Regions from separate parts of the Danio rerio genome. Here region 1 is linked to region 2. The links are chromatin contacts, called in public HiChIP or PLAC-seq maps. All regions are on one chromosome and are shown on one strand. Each heading gives the region's core, a stretch centred on a gene start, on an enhancer-like site or on the middle of the called end of the contact. The rest is flanking DNA. Distances are from core to core; before and after follow the strand shown.

Region 1 (2,700 bases), core at 175-2,674, 260 kb before region 2:
TTTATTTTGAAGTATACAATTTATTAACAGAGGACTACATATGGATAATGTGGTTAACTATAACTTTAAAATAAAATTAGATGGAAAAATCATAAGGATAAAAACGTTTTTTCTTAAACATTTGTCTTTTCTTACCCAGCAACTTCTTCCAGGACTTGATCAAAGACTTGGCCAGTGAGGTCACTTCGTCATCTGTGCTCTGTTTGCGGATGGCATTGACTGACATCCCGATTCTCGTGGACTATTTATAAGAATGCAAAGAAAATTTCTTATTATAAAATGTAATTGTCGAGTGATGAAGCACGAATGATGTGAAGAGAGGAAACGTACCTGCAGTAGTTCCAGGGTCATGGGTATATTCTTTAGTTCCTTTAATAAGTCCAGAGCACCAACCTTCAAAAAAACAAACAAAGATTTGGTAAAATGTAACTCAATATAATAGTTTAACATGCACATTAAAAAGTATGAACATTTATAGCATAACAGAAAAGTAATTTAGTACACATTATTTACAATAAAAATCATTAGATTATTCACAATGGTCCCAATAAAGAATAAAAAGAAGGAAAATAAGAGGAAAATAAAACAACAGAAATCAAACAAAAAACAAAGAAATATCAATAGGCTATCTGATCTGAGGATAGAAATAGAAAAGATAAAAAAATATTAAAAGTGTATAGGGCAAAATAAGAAGATAACAGCGATTTGGAGATTTTCTAGATTATACATTTTGTCGTGCAAATTGTAGCATGAGCACTTCAATAACACGCGCGTGTTTACAGTGACGTCAACAGCAGCCACTTTGTAGCCAAACTTCTGCTAATTAGCATCACTTTAACTCACTTCTACACAACAATTAGTTTTTAGAAATTGTGGTTTCATATGTTTTATTATAATAAAGTAAGAGACTAATGTCTTGTTTGTTTTGAGATGAAATCAGTTGCATTACTGCCTCCCGCTGACTGACCCCGTGCATTTATCCGCGCTAACAGCAGCTAATGTTGCTAACTGCTCTGCTAGGTGATCAAATTATTAAAACAATAAACTGAACCACTATACACAAAGCTCGTTTGACATTTGGCCACAAAAGCTATTACAAAATAGATCCCTATGATCGATGTGCATTATGAAATAGGCGCTTCTCAATGAATGTAACTGTTAGCTTGTTATGTATCAATGTAGCCTCGTCCGAGACAGGGAATTCATTCATGACAAAACACCTCACCCCGTTCTTTTTCTGTGCCATTTTATCCATCTTCTTCGCGATCCGGATGATCTCTTCTTCTTCCTTTTTGCCCATTGTTTATGTTTTATGGCAGATTTTCAAATTAAACGTAGTATAAATGTTTAAAAAAACGTAAAACACCCCGCGAACACACCACTCCACCGGCGGCGACCGTAGCAGCTCTGATAGGAAGGCGTGTCTATGAAAAGCCCTCAGACATCACTAATCAACCCATTGAAACGCGCTTTGATTGAATCGATGTAAAGTCCAGGCAACATTAATCAAAAATATCCAGCGCGCCTCACTTGAGAAGCGATTCAAATTAATGAATAATTTCATACAGGGAATTATTGAACGACAAACAAATATATGAGCCGAAAGATACACACAATACTAGTAAAAACGATGAGCCCTTGGATAGTATACAGCAATTTGTGCTGTGATTTTGATTAAAAACGGTCTGGTCTGTGAGCGACCAGCAATTTGTACATGCAACACTAGGGCGCGCTCGTGCTCGATTTACAATGAAACAGATTGACAACAAAACGACACGGTTTTGATGTCTGGTGAGGTGGTAATGTACTCATGTTTTCTTCTGCTTTCAGTAAATTGTTTTTCTAAATAATTAGGTGAACTTATTTTCGTGCATAGAAGTTTTGATGCCATGGGATGTCTGTGAATTGGTTGTCCGACTAACCAGAATTTAATGTGTAATTATAAAATTGAAAAACTGACAATGAAACTAAAATTTTCACCAACAAGTGCTAACGACATGGAAGCTTATTTAATCACAACTTCTCTCCACAACGTTTTCTTATTGGGAATATTGCCAATATCTTGTAAACGAAACAAATCACTATTCTTTCACAATTTGTTTAACTATGGACTATATTAGTTAATAAATCATTTAATAAAGGAACATTATTTACATTTACAGAATTTATCGCAAGATAGAAAATTCCTATTACATTACATGAAATGTAATTTATGATACTAACGGTAAATACCTGGTATACATATGCTGTACAAAAGCAGTGTATGTACACGAGCGGTTTCTGTTTGTCCTCCTAGACCTAAACAGACCTCAGTCGGTTTTATCTGTTACTCTGGATTTAAGCCTAATAATCCCAAAATTAGACCTTTGGCCTAAAAGAAAAAATGTCTAGACCATATGTTTTTTTTTTTTTTTTTTTTTTTTTTTTTGCTGGAACAATATATTTAATATTGTAAACTGGACTCAAGTACCTAAATCTTTTTTGTTATTACAAATAAGGCTAAAGAAATATCATTTAAATTACTTCATAGAGTTTATTCTACAAAAAATATATAAATATTTCTACAAAATTTGAAATTGATATTCAGTTAGAGTGCTGTTTTTGTGAAAGCTTTAATGAAACTATTTCACATTTGTTTTGGTCTTGCTAAAATACTCGGCTTAATGTTGAAGCTTTTATTGCTCAAAATATTTTAAAATC
Region 2 (2,725 bases), core at 96-2,595:
GAAAATGCAGCGCCTTTTTTATACGTGTATGCGTTGTGAAGATTTGAAGCACATGTGCTGTCAAATGGATGAAGATATTTTACTAATTCAGTGGCATCTTTTGTAATTGCATGTGTTTTCTTGAACTGCAGCACGTTAAGCTCTATCTGCCACCATACTCGAGACACCATGGCTTTTGTGCATACAGCTATGGCAAAATTAAAAAACCACTAGAAATTGATTTCACTGGATTTTCCCTGTGTATTAATTATAGTTTATAACAGATATGGTATATAAAGATCAAAAAGTTTCTTTGAAATTTCAATTAAAAAAAAAAGCATTGTAATTTGGATAATTTATATTTGAAAATGACAATAAATTATTTTAGTACTACTGTATATCACTACTATTATTATGTACCTGACTGATTTCATTGGTGGTACAATATAAAAACCAGGGTTGTTCCAATGAATATTGACTTTTTAAAATTCTTAAGTATCATGTTGTCTTAATATAAATACAAATATAAATAAAATGAGTCTGCAAAAATGCTACGACTGACCAGTTCTCACCTTCCAAAGGTCTGAAATATAAAAAGATGTGGTGTGATGAACACCTTCCCTCCAGGCTTTGTAACGGGAGTACCACACCAGCCATGGGTTCAGTTCAAAGCCAACTGCCTTAAAGCCTCGTTTTGCAGCAGCAATCACCTTCACCAAAACAGACACAAGAAAACCAGCTTTTAGGACTGTGATGTTTATAAGGCACTGTATGTAGATGCACAACATCTAAATGAAAAAAGTCAAAATCAAGAAACTCACTATCCGTCCATCTCCGCTTCCGATATCCACCAGGGACCCTGATCTACCTTTTAAAACACTGAAAACATTTTCTAACTGTGTCCCGGTTGCGGGTACGAACGGAAGACAAACTTTCCTCAGTGCTGGTGCAACAAACGGACCGGTCACCGCATACAGAGCCACCAACGAGCCTCCCACGACACAAGTTGCAATAATACCCAGTCGTTTTTTAAAAGAACCTTCACCGGATGATCCATGCTTATAAGAGTCTGTGGACAAATCTGATTCTGTCATCTCAGACATGCTGGAATGAAAACCAGCAGTGACCTCCTCACTGAATGCACGCAGCTTTTTATACAGTTGTAATTAAAGCGGTCACACGAGTAAACAGCAAATCATTGTACTGATTTAATGGTGCAATCATGGCAATATACAAATTAATATATGGTCTATTTATTGCACTGATATTTTTAAAACTACCACAAAACGTCAACGGGTTTTTGACGAGACGATAGACATGTGAATCGGTGCACCTCGCTTTCGGTCCGACGACAGGATAAAAGAGCGACATTAGTTCCGCTTTCTGTGTCACTTATACAACAAGTATTAATTGATAAGAACATGACGAGACTTACAGATATATAACAAACATTGCTTCAATATTTTTAGGATTTTTTCTTTATTTGAATTCCTATAATACTTTAAAAGGAAAAACAGCTGTAACTATTTTGATGTTCCAGAGGGAGGCACTATTGTGCAAATGTAACTCTAAATGGCAAGCCATAGTAGTTTTAAATCATGTTTGTGTTTGCTATTGTACACAACATAAAAACATGATAAATTAATATAACATGCATGTATGAATGTCTGTGTGCCTCTATGTATGTGTTTTTATTGTTTACATCTTTCTTTAATGAATTATATAATATAATATAATAAATATAATAAATATAATAAATATAATATAATATAATATAATATAATATAATATAATGTAATATAGTTTTAATGAACCTGGCCATCGGGAAGGAGGCGAAGAACGACAAACTTTTAAATAATTTATTAATGAAAAATAAATCAAACAGAAGGCAGCTTCTCATGGAGACTGCCACCAAACTGAAATCAAAAGCAAACAAACAAAATATCCAGGCCTAGTCCTCTCTCGTCTTCCACTGCTGTCTCTCCTCATTTTATGATCAAGAGCTTCTCCGTGGGACTAGAGTCTGGTGCCTGAAATCACTCAAGCACCGACCTCGCTTTGTTCCCATGGCTCTCGACCTCCTCGCCCTACTCGCTACAATAATATAATGACATAATATAATAATGTCAATACAGTTTACTGTCTGTTATACATTGTCCAACATCCATTTTTTCTATCCTGCGTTCTGAAATGATTCCTCACAGCAAACATAATCAATCTGTAGCGTCAATTTTGCACTTAGCATGTCACAATAATATTTTAGTATTTATTTTTGTTAATGATATTTTATGTATGATATTTTTGTTCGAAAATAAATAAATCAAATCAAAATCAAATCAAAAATCAAATCAAATAAGAAAGACAAAAACTGTATTGACATCATCGGAGGAATAATCTGATCTCAAAAGCCATAAGTGGCTGTCTGTGAACACGTCAAACCAATGATCGCAGATCACAGATTTTAGCCTAGGATGTCAGGAATCTTCCCAAATTTGTCTCAGATGACAAACTTGTAGCTGAAATCTCAAAAAAAATTCTTTTTAAATTGAAGCAGCTACTTGCCACCGAAATATCAGTAAGCTTCATTTGGCAGCAGAAGGCAAAAGGGTAGAAGCACTGTGCTGTTACTGGATGATGCTGTTAAAATAAAACATTCTACTGAGTTCAAACTCTACAGCAGCTTTCATTGGTCAAAAAGTACCCAGCTGACATGTAAACCAACCAATCACAGTTCATTTTCTCAGAG

What was found. HiChIP or PLAC-seq counts read pairs in DNA pulled down with a chosen protein or histone mark.
Region 1: a contact with region 2 is called in an H3K4me3 HiChIP or PLAC-seq map of embryo, with 4 times the contacts expected there. The contact joins the promoter of tcea1 here to the promoter of atpsckmt in region 2. A contact is called at or near these places in 2 of 4 datasets of contacts at active chromatin or transcription factors (embryo and gastrula embryo).

Annotation. Positions count from the first base shown.
Region 1 is chr2:33,698,880-33,701,579 of GRCz12tu, reverse strand. It overlaps tcea1 (transcription elongation factor A (SII), 1), which reads right to left and starts at 1,424. Exons shown (of 10, transcript NM_199994.2): 1 at 1,226-1,424; 2 at 331-393; 3 at 136-241. The coding sequence starts at 1,300. It overlaps LOC101882676, which reads left to right and starts at 1,736. Exons shown (of 3, transcript XR_012392620.1): 1 at 1,736-1,799.
Region 2 is chr2:33,439,257-33,441,981 of GRCz12tu, reverse strand. atpsckmt (fATP synthase c subunit lysine N-methyltransferase) reads right to left here and starts at 1,345. Exons shown (of 4, transcript NM_001291706.1): 1 at 801-1,345; 2 at 552-689. The coding sequence starts at 1,082.